Regions from separate parts of the Sus scrofa genome. Here all the other regions are linked to region 3. The links are chromatin contacts, called in public HiChIP or PLAC-seq maps. All regions are on one chromosome and are shown on one strand. Each heading gives the region's core, a stretch centred on a gene start, on an enhancer-like site or on the middle of the called end of the contact. The rest is flanking DNA. Distances are from core to core; before and after follow the strand shown. Region 1 overlaps LOC106509808 (a long non-coding RNA gene). Region 2 holds the start of CCT4 (T-complex protein 1 subunit delta). Region 3 overlaps LOC106509807 (a long non-coding RNA gene).

What was found. HiChIP or PLAC-seq counts read pairs in DNA pulled down with a chosen protein or histone mark.
Region 1: a contact with region 3 is called in an H3K27ac HiChIP or PLAC-seq map of alveolar macrophages. The contact joins two enhancer-like sites. A contact is called at or near these places in 2 of 5 promoter capture datasets (fetal liver and liver), 2 of 47 Hi-C or Micro-C datasets (embryonic fibroblasts and epiblast stem cells) and 2 of 2 datasets of contacts at active chromatin or transcription factors (alveolar macrophages and skeletal muscle).
Region 2: an H3K27ac HiChIP or PLAC-seq map of alveolar macrophages shows a contact between it and region 3. The contact joins the promoter of CCT4 here to the enhancer-like site in region 3. A contact is called at or near these places in 1 of 5 promoter capture datasets (liver), 13 of 47 Hi-C or Micro-C datasets (alveolar macrophages, brain, fetal heart ventricle and 7 more) and 2 of 2 datasets of contacts at active chromatin or transcription factors (alveolar macrophages and skeletal muscle).

Annotation. Positions count from the first base shown.
Region 1 is chr3:80,113,543-80,117,267 of Sscrofa11.1, reverse strand. The region is part of intron 3 of LOC106509808 (a long non-coding RNA gene); the gene reads right to left. Among named protein-coding and RNA genes, the nearest start is that of XPO1, 140 kb to the left of the region's middle. Within about 2 kb of position 2,162, at least 45 of the 83 cell types and tissues checked have an H3K27ac peak or open chromatin away from gene starts, as enhancers often do. A contact at or near this core is called in alveolar macrophages, where this site is marked.
Region 2 is chr3:79,922,819-79,926,402 of Sscrofa11.1, reverse strand. It overlaps CCT4 (T-complex protein 1 subunit delta), which reads right to left and starts at 2,065. Exons shown (of 14, transcript XM_003125100.4): 1 at 1,596-2,065. The coding sequence starts at 1,722.
Region 3 is chr3:80,021,470-80,025,066 of Sscrofa11.1, reverse strand. LOC106509807 (a long non-coding RNA gene) reads left to right here. Exons shown (of 7, transcript XR_002342682.1): 4 at 3,035-3,265. Among named protein-coding and RNA genes, the nearest start is that of FAM161A, 71 kb to the right of the region's middle. Within about 2 kb of position 1,251, at least 8 of the 83 cell types and tissues checked have an H3K27ac peak or open chromatin away from gene starts, as enhancers often do. A contact at or near this core is called in alveolar macrophages and subcutaneous adipose tissue, where this site is marked.

The DNA.
Region 1 (3,725 bases), core at 913-3,412, 91 kb before region 3:
AATGGATTATAAAATGAAAAAGGAGCTGATATATTCTCTTTAAACAGCCAAGCACGGCTTTCAAACACTAACAGTGCCTTAGCTTATTTCAACAAACTGTTCAAATTTTAATTGAAAATAAAAATGTGTAAATTCTGTTGCACAGCTTATAATCACAATGTTTAATATAGTACATACTATCTTATACACAGAAAATGTGACTTTAATGCATATCACTAGCAAATGTATCTCACTTTTTAATGCCCAGTACTTTGGACATATTTTTGTTAGATAATTTTGATATCACATACTTCAGATGACTTTTCCCATTCTGTGTTTGCTTAGTGTGTGTTTTAATAACATACATATGTCACCTCCATCTCTTTTTCCTCAGAAACTGTCAGGTGAGGAATCATCATCATTCTCTTTCTTTGATGAGTTTTATAAAAATATCACACTCATTCTACATGATTTTAAAAAATTAACTTTCCTGGGGTATGGTTTAGATAAAATGCACCTATTTAAAGCAACATCATGATGCACTCAGATAAATGTATGCACACACACTCTGCACGGTTTTTAATTTGGACAGATGGGTGACCTGAGTTCATTCTAAACTTCTGATCACTTACTAGCCATGTGACCTTGGACAAGTTATCATAACTTTTCAAAGTCTTAATTCTTCTCTGTGAAATGAGGATAGTGGTGATCTCAAAGGTTGTAAGGTTCTGTGAAATAATGAATAGCAAGTGTCCAGAATATAGTCTGTTCTCAACTCACCTTTCATTAAGTAGGATTTAAAAAAAAAAAAAAAAACCTTCATAATTCCAAATTTCTACCTGGAGTCTTTCAAATAGAAATCTATGAATTCATCATTTCTTCCTCATGTCCAACTATTAACCATATTCACTTATTCTTTATGTCAGAGGTAGAAGGAAAACTGGAGAAACAGCATGAACTTATATCTTAACAACTCTTAGAATTTCAGTATGTCCTTGTCAGCAATGATAGGCATATAGGGTTGTGTGTACCTTTCACTCTGCTACCAACCATTGCTGAATAATTTCTAAAGGACAAAGGTCACTAGGAATAGGTGGTTATGTAGTCTCACAGCTACACATTTCCTTAGGCAAAAATTCATAGAAGCTAAAGGATGGCTTCTACAATTGTTCGAGGACAATGCTAAGCATTTGAAGCAGGTGTTTGGGGGTTTTTCCCTTTAAATTCCCCACAAGTGTGAAGGAAGTGTTTTTCAGTGTCTGAGAACACAGGCAAAAAACTGCTAAATCATCTGACTTCATTTGAATAACAAGTGTTTACACCAGCTAACTTACCCTGACTACTATCTGCTGTCAGACACGGAGAAACCCAAAAGGCAATAACTTTAAGTCATTCTTAATTATGTCTGGGATATACATATTTGTTGGAGATTCCCTCCCTTATCTTTCAGGTACCTGATGGGAACTCTGGAAACACCAACATTCCATTTTCCTGCTTCTTGATTGCATTTTCTAAATAATGCCATCTGCACTCGGTTTGCAATCATTAGGTCAAGAGTCTCCTTTAAATAACAGAATCCTGTGAACTGTAATTAATTAATTAGAAGGCAGTTCGAAAATAGTGATACTTTGATGGTGATTCTATTTGTCCTTTTTTTTTTTTTTTTTTTTTTTTTAAACTCACAACGAATTTGCTGTTCCAAATGTTAGTGCTTTCATGTCCTTGCTCCTTCATTTTTCTTTGGCCAGGTACTTTGTAACTCCAATGCATTCTTCACCTTTCAACAATCTAACTATTCCCCTTACTACCACTTCCACTTGAGGGGCTTGGGGCTGGTAAGCGAGGAGGAAGAATCCACCCTCCCAACAGGTTCTCACAGCGGAGATACGCCTGGAAGGAGACTGAAACCCAAGGCCATCCGTCGCCGTCGCCGCAAGATCCCCAGGCCCGGCCAGGACTCTAATAAGAAAGCACCCTAGCTTCGCCTCGGCTCATTATCTGCCAGGACTTCGAGATCAGATGACTCAAGGCAACACGGAGAAGGAGGAGGAACAGAAGAAAGAGGAGGATGAAAAGGAGAGGAAGAGGAAGAGGAACTACCCATCCTCTAAGCCGGCCAAGCCTCATGGAGCCTTAGGGGACTTGGGGCCCAGGAGGCGTGGCCTTAGTGTGGAAGCGGAGGGCGGGGCCTCTTGGAGGCAGAGACTCCTGTTAGCTCCAGCTCGGTGGGGCGGGGCAGCCCGGCCTCCTCAGAGTGGGCAATCGGGCTGTCCAAGTTTGCCGGCGGTGGGAAAGGGAACACCATCCGTCAAAGGAGAATACAAACTCTTAAGAGGGTCGCCAGCCCGCGAGCTCGCGGCTCTTTCCATCCTCTCACACAGTCCACGTGACCAGAGCAGGTCGCCAGCCCCAGAGTGGGCAATCGGGGCAGCTTCTGTTTTCGTTTTTACTTATCTGCCGCTTGGAGGCGAGGAAGGGACAGGGGTCAACACCGGTGTCACCGCCTCCGCTCCCAGGCCGGCCCCCAGACCGCCGCAGGCAAGGACAGAGGGGTTAGTGGTATGTGAGCTAGGTGGTCTACAGGGCTGTGCCTTCTAAAACACTACTGTCTCCCGAAATCACACCATAGAAGCAATCCAGGGTAAAATGCAAATGTACTGGGGTCATGTTAAGTAAGTGAAATATTTCTGGCCTCCAACTATCTAAAGCTATTCTTCTGATTAAGGGGTTAAGTGCTTTTTCTTCTTCCTTCTAAGTAGAAAACTGGACCCTTAGAAACACATACCAGATGTGGGGGCCTGGCTAGTCTGAGAGCAACTGGACATGGAACACCTCAGGGGAAGAAAATAGAAGATTCTCTTTCCCTCCCAGCCGTTAATATTTAGCTCCAGTCTTAACTCCTTGCAAATGATTCATGTTTTGAGAGAATTTAATTTTTCCAGTTTTGTGATGGTTTAACTGAATTCCTCTACTTTTAGGTCAACTTAAGTCGTGATTGTTTGTATCATTTAACCCAAAGCTAGACCACTTAAGAGTTAAAGGGCCAAAAGAAAGTCTTTTACAGAAAGGAAAAACTATGATAAATGCTTATGCAAAGCATACTTCAGCTTCCATAACTGCAAAATATGTTTGGTTTTACCACCCAAATTCTGTGCTGGATCCTGGGAAAAGCCGTATATAACACAGACACTCTACTAGAGAAGATACCTGAATGGAAAAACAGCTATAACTCAGTGTTATACAGTTAATAATAAAAGCATGTACTAGGTACAAAAGTAGCATCATTGAAGGAGTGATGAATTCTATGGTGCATTTGGGGATGAGGGCATAAAAGGTTTCGCCTGAGAATGATGCCCATCTGAGGGGTATTTGAACCATGAACAGGAGTATTTTTTAAAAAGCTCATGAGGTAGATATTAATACCTGACTATAAAATACTGATTGACAATGCAGAGAAGTGAAAATATAAAGAGGTGCCAAATACTCTAAATTTTGAATTGTCACCAAAGAAATTAGTTAGAAAATTGAGGGGAGTTCCTGTGGTGGCGCAGTGGTTAACGAATCCGACTAGGAACCATGAGGTTGCGGGTTTGATCCCTGCCCTTGCTCAGTGGGTTAAAGATCCGGCGTTGCCGTGAGCTGTGGTGTAGGTTGCAGACGCGACTCAGATCCTGTGTTGCTGTGGCTCTGGCGTAGGCTGGTGGCTACGGCTCCAATTAGACCCCTAGCCTGGGAATCTCCATATG
Region 2 (3,584 bases), core at 816-3,315, 99 kb after region 3:
GGGGCTGAATCAGAACTGCAGCTGCTGGCTTACGCCACAGCCCCAGCCACTGGGGATCCAAGTCGCATCTTCGACCTACACCACAGCTCACAGCAACGCCATTTAACCCACTAAGCAAGGGCAGCGATCAAACCTGCAACTTCATGGTTCCTAGTCAGATTCATTAACCACTGAGCCAAGACGGGAACTCCTGGTCAGTCTTAACTATCCAACTCATGCAGGCCCAAATGAAAACCTATCCTCCTTTTCCACTACCCCCACCCCCAGTGCAACTGTTTCTTTTAGAATCATCATCACACCCCCACTCACGGGGACAGATAACCTCAAATATATGTAAGGCTGTACTTCACATATCTGGCTCTTTACATACCTTCTTATGTAATCCTCACAGCGACCCTCCAAGTTAGCTGTCACCTCATATTGAAGAACAGCGACCCTCCAAGTTAGCTGTCACCTCATATTGAAGAACAATCTGTAGCTGCTGGAATTACACTAAACCCTTTCCAGGACATCAGGCCCCTTCAACATTTGTCCTCACTTTACCTTTCAAATCTCACCTCTCGTTTTTTTCTTTTTTGCTTTTTATGGCTGCACCCGCAGCATATGGAAGTTCCCAGTCTAGGGGTCCAATTGCAGCCACAGATGCTAGCCTATGCCACAGCAACGTAGGATCCGAGCTGCATCTGCGACCTATACAGCTCACAGCAAGGCAAGGTCCTTAACCCACTGAAGGAGGCCAGGGATCAAATCCACAACCTCATGGTTCCTAGTCGGATTCGTTTCCGCTGAGCCACAGGGTAACTCTTCACCTCTCATTTCTTCAGGCATCTTACTCTCTAACCCGAATAAAATACCCACTGTACACAATGCACATAATGGTCAAAAACTCTAAGCCTCTGCTCTCATTTTTTCCTTCCAGTCTTTTCTATCTCAACCCAGCTTCTCTTAATCCTCACACCTCTTAAAATCTTTCTCCTCCCTAATTGTATAGGTAGGGCAACCTTAGAGATTAAAGGTCACAAAGCCACGAAATAACGTAACTGAATGGAAAAAAGGCTTCTCGAATTCCACTATGGACCCAGCTCTTCTCCACCTGCCTGTTGCACTTGCAAAGCACAACGCCGCCTCACAATTATTCTCTGACAAGACGGGTCAGTTGGTTCCCCAGAACCCAGTACAATGGGACCGCCACGCCCCAATTTAAGGCACGGAGAGTTTACCCAAACTCGGTCAATGGCTGGGCGGAGAAGCTCATTTAAACAGTACTTTAATAGGGAAAAGAAAACATAAAAAGTACTGTGCAAACAACATTCTACCAGTGGACCGCTGCCTGCCGGCCTCGGCCGCTTTGTGAAATATGATGAAGCACAGCCCTGGACGACTATGGGCGTCTAGGATGCAGCAGGGACAAACTGGAAAAGCCTCCATACTCGGAGTCGGGAATTATGGGTTGAGAACAGAGAAGATTCTCTGCACTGAACTTACGCAACGGGAGGCCCAGAGGGAATCATTTGAAGAAACAGAAAATCCCATGCCCACCCAACACCCGGGTGAGAGCGCGTGGGAAGGCCGCGGCTCAGGCCGGGAGGCTGTACCTTTGGCCGCGGAGATGTTGCTGAAGCGGATCTGGGCCGGCTTATCACGGTCCTGATAGGCGCTCTTCCCGCGGCCGCTGGCAGCCCCGGCGGGCGGCCCGCTCCGGGGGGCCACGTTCTCAGGCATGGCAATCTCTGTTGGGTCTGAATACGATCGAGATGGACGGATGGATGAAGATTCTAGGTGGCCAGCCGCGCACTAACGGAAAGCACCCACCGCCTTTAAGAAGCTTCCAGAAAGCGGCGCCGGGCAGAGGAGGAGATGGGGGAGGGAGCCTGCCTGGCGGCGCGGCGCCGGCGTGACGTAACAGGCTGCCCGAAGTGCGCCGGGTGCGGGGGACCGCGCCGCGGAGCTCGGAAGTGGGGGGGGGGGGGTCTGTTGGCTCGGAGGCCGGGAGCTAGGGGCCCGGTGGGTGGCCTCCCAGGAGGCAGAGAGTACCACCTCCGATTTTAAAGGCAGGTGTTTGGACACCCACTTCTGCCCACTCCCCCCTCCTCCTCGGCGGTGAGGGCCCTTCCGTTAGTTCAGGCTGGGCCCAACGACGGCGCGGTGTTGTAGCCTGGGTCACGCCCGAGTGGGTGGGGCTGAGCGGGTGTTTGTAGAAATAGACCTGTATTTTATTGTTTTTACTAATTTTGAAAGCGAGTCGGAAGAAAGGTTTGGCAGAAGTGGCAGTTTTTCTTTTCTTTTTTAGATTATGGTATAGTTGATTTGCAATATTGTATTAGTCTCAGGTGTACAACATAGTGATTCAAAATTTTTATTTAAAGTTATTATGAGGGAGTTACCGTCATGGAGCAGCGGAAACGAATCCGACTAGGAACCATGAGGTGGCGGGTTTGATCCCTGGCCTCGCTCAGTGTAAGGATTCGGCGTTGCGGTGAGCTGTGGTGTAGGTCGCAGACGTGGCTCGGATCCCGCTGTGGTTGTGGTGTAGGCCAGTATGGGATTGGACGCCTAGTCCGGGAACCTCCATATGCCGCGTGTGTGGCCCTGAGAAGACCAAAAAAAAAAAAAAAAAAAAAAAAAGTTATTATGGGGAATACGGAATTCCCCGTTGTGTTGCAGTGGAAACCAACTAGTAGCCATGAGGTTGCGGCTTTGGCCTAGCTCAGCGGGTTAAGGATCTGACTTTGCAGCGAGCTGTAGTGTAGTTCGCAGACGTGGCTAGGGTCTGGTTTTGCTATGGCTGTGGCACAGGCCTGCTCCTACAGCTGTATTTTGACCCCTAGCCTGGGAACCTCCATATGCCTGGGGTGCTGCCCTAAAAAGGCAAAAATAAATAAATAAAGTTATCATAAAATAGTGGCCGTAATCCCTATGCTATGCAATATATCCTTTGGGTAATTTTACGCATGCCAGCTTGTACCTCTTAATCCCCTACCGTTATTTTGCTGCTCCCGAGAGGTAACCACTAGTCTGTTTTTTCTCTGTGTCTGTGAATCTATTTTGTTATATTCATTCACTTGTTTTATTTTTTTCATTCGACATGTAAGTGGTAATGTGTACTGTTTATCTTTCTTTATTTCGTTTAACATCATATTCTCTAGGTCCATCCATATTGTTGCAAATAGCAGAACTTCATTTCTTATGGCTGAATAGTATTCCATTGTGCACACATACCAGATCTTCTTTATCCATTGGTCTGTTAACTGGCATTTAGGTTGCTTCCATATCTTGATTATTGTAAATAATGCTGCTACAAACGTTGGGATTCATGTATCATTTGGAATTAGTGTTTTCATTTTCTTCATATTTACGACCAGGAGTAGAATTGCTGTGTCATATGTTGGTTCTATTTTTACTTTTTTGAGAACCCTCTAGTGCTGTTTTCCACCGTGGCTGCACCAGTTTACATGCCACCACCACCACCATTTCTGCCGATATTTTTTATGTTACCTTTGATGCTAGCCATTCTAACAGCTCTTTGTGGCTTTGATTTGCATTTCTCTGGTGATTAGCAATGTTGAGCAATTTTCAGAGTTCCT
Region 3 (3,597 bases), core at 2-2,501:
TTCTAAAACTCTTCTCAAAAATAAAGTGTATTAATTAAAAAAAAAAAAACCCTCCTCTGTTTTACCCCTAGATTCAATAATTTTAAGGAGGTGACAAGCAATAATGGTTTGGCTCCCAATTCCAAAGTAGGGGGTGGGGGAGATTTCCATACAACAAAAATTCTTGGATACTAGCTAGGTGTCCTAGAATTCAGATCAATTCTGATCCTACCTAGAGATAGCATTAGATCCCAGGTTATGGACACAGTCCTACAATCTGAACACTAATCCCACCATGGAGGCTCCACCCTCATAATGTCATCTAAACCTAATTACCTCCCAAAGGCCCACCTCCAAATAACATCACATTGGGGACTAGAGCTTCAACATATGAAATATGAGGGACATAAATATTCAGCATCAGGCTTTCCAAAATTTCCAGCTAATACTTGAAGGAGACAAATACAGCTTGATGATTGAGGATGAAACATCTCTATTCCATTTATACGAATGATTCATAGTTGTTTAATACAGTAGCTTCTAAATATCTACTGAATCAGAATCTCTAAGGAGATACACAGAATTCTTTAAATAAACTCATAAAATGACATGGGATCCATTAGAATTATTTTCTTTGTGAGCTTGGAAGAGAACTGAAAGAGGTTTTATTTGTTGATATTCTCTTTCTTCAAGAGACCTAGATGTTAAAAAGATTTTTGGAAGCCTTCATTTCAAACTTTAATATAGTATTATTGTTATAGAGAACAGAATGAAATTGTTGGGGTTATAATAGATAATTTAAATTGCTTTAAACTTATACATTTATATGAAGGATTTACTATAGTCAATAATTAAAAGCTAGTTAAATGTAAACATTTATAATGGTAGTTAAATGTAGACATTTATAATGCTAGTTAAATGTAGAATTAAACATATGAAATGTTTAATTCTTAGTGTTCTAGTTTTCTGTCTAGGATGTAATAAGCCCAAGATTCTTTTAGAAGCTATCTGGACTTTGTAGGACAAGAGGAAAATCCTTCAAAACTCCAGACTAGTTTATTTCTCTGTTGTTTATTGATTCAAATTCTCGGGGACAGGGACGTGATGAAATATAAAGGGATAAATTAAGCACACAAAAAAAGGAAGCCAGCAAAAGAAAAGGCTAGAAAGGAAAGTTTGGAGGCAGCAAAGCAGATGCAGGAAGTATTAGTCAGGATAGGCTAATTAGGAACTCCCTGGTGGCCTAGTGATTAAGGATTCGGTGTTGTCACAAGTTTGATCTCTGGCTCAGAGACTTCTTCATGCTGAGGGTGTGGTCAAAAAAAGGGGGCGGGGATAGGCTGACATAACAAATGCCTCTGAAATCTCAGAGACTTAGGATAACAGATTTGTTTGGACCGCTATTGGCAGTCATAGCCAAGGAAAAAGAAAACATAGTGAATTGATGGCTCTTAAACTTCCTACTGGAAGTTAAAACTTGTCCTGTTCATTCACATTTCACTGGCCAAAGCAAATCACATGATTGCCTGTTTTCAGCAGGATGGGGATATATAATCCCTCCTGCTCCTGCAACAGAGGCACCACAGAAAGGGGACCAAATATCACTCCATGTTACACAATCTATGCATCAAGACTGCAGTCTTAGATGGGATTATTTTAAATCACATTTAACTTTACCTCAGCATAAATACTTTGACCAAATTATTTGCTGTTCTCAGCCTCAGCATTTGACCAAATAAAAGAAAATAATACAAAGTGATACAACGGCTATTTTTACGTGAATGCAAGCATGTAGTTTTGCGCTAGCCTATCCTTGAGATATGATCTTAAAAATATCTATTAATACACTTTTCTATAAGAGAGCAATTTCCTCTCTATAGAACTTCCATTTTTTTCTTTGGGGTACTAAGTCACCCAGTGTCATTTGAGGGTTCAGTTTAATAAATGCTAGGTTCTTGTCTTATGTTAGTTGCATCTTATCATAGACATTGTAGGGTTATCTCCCTAGTGTGCAGCAGCCATGTGATCATGGGATAAGGAAAACTCAGTTCTGCTCATTTCCAGAGATTAGCTCTGAATTGCTTACCCAGTCAGGCTACCTCTCCTGTCAATAACTGCTAGGCCTAAGCAAATCAGTGCCTCATAGTCCCCTGACTAAGGATAATCTGAGCCAAGAAGATATGAGAGGTTAGCTGGGGCATCCTGAATCCTTCTGGGAGAGTTACCAGGTAGATGACCACCATCTTGGTTTGCCTGGGAGTAAGTGGTTTCCCTGCACTTAAATAATTTCAATGCTATACTTGGATGGTGCTAAGCAAACTATGACAGTTAGTCGCTATAGTTACCCAAGGACAATGCTTGCTTTTTTTTCTGGACAATGTGATGTAAAATTTGAAGTCTATAACTTATGAAGACTTTTTGTCATAAATAAGCTAATCTTACAATGAAGTTGACAGAGAAGGAGGCTAATCAGAAAATTGAAGGGGAGTTCCCGTTGTGGCACAGTGGTTAACAAATCCGACTGGGAACCATGAGGTTGCGGGTTCGGTCCCTGCCCTTGCTCAGTGGGTTAACGATCTGATCCCGCATTGCAGTGAGCTGTGGTGTAGGTTGCAGACGCGGCTCGGATCCCACGTTGCTGTGGCTCTGGCTTAGGCTGGTGGCTACAGCTCTAATTCGACCCCTAGCCTGGGAACCTCCATATGCCGCAGGAGCGGCCCAAGAAACAGCAAAAAGACAAAAAAAGAAAGAAAATTGAAGGAAGTTGGGTCCATCATAACATCAAAACTCTCCCGAATCAAACAAATTCTAAAGCTCCCACTACCTGAACTTTCTCATTACATAAGCCAATATATCTCTTTTATTATTTATGCTAAGTTGAATTTAATTTCTCTTTCTTCCAACATAAGGATTTCTTAAGGATAACAGTCCTATCAGAGAATTCTTGTTGGTCCTCAATATTCATTCTTCCCCCTTCGATGGTAACATCCCTCAATTTCTAGGTGGGTATAGTTGCCAAGAATATAACTATATTTCCCAAACTTTCTTGTGGCAGAATATGGCCCTGAGACTATACTCTGGCCTGAAAATGAACTTCAGGAAGCTACTTTAGAGAGAAGAGGGATGCAGCTTCTCCTTTAACTTCCCTTATTCCTGTGATGACTGGAGCGCTCACAACATTTTTAGGTCATGAGATAATGCACCGTAATGGAGGGCAGAGCATCAAGAAAGAAGGAACCTCAGTTCCTGATACAATGAAGCACTATAGCAACCCTGAAATTTTTAGGTATATATTATGTAGTCTTTTATGTTTTGTCATTCATGACTAGTCCTAACTAACACTAACACTTACGTATGTTTTGCTATGTGTTTCCTTATCATTCAAGTTCTACTGCATGACTTAAGAATCATAAGTGAATCCCCCACCAAAGTTCTGAGTTATTTGAATTTTTATGTGACGTTTTTGATGGGATAAATGAGCATTGCTAGCAAATCTGTCACACTGCAAACAGAGAAACACAAAAAATGGAGGGATAAGCATGAATATATTTTTCTTATAATACATTGAATGTTGGAGTCATAAACCCTGAAATTATTATGAGGCAAATATAGATCTAG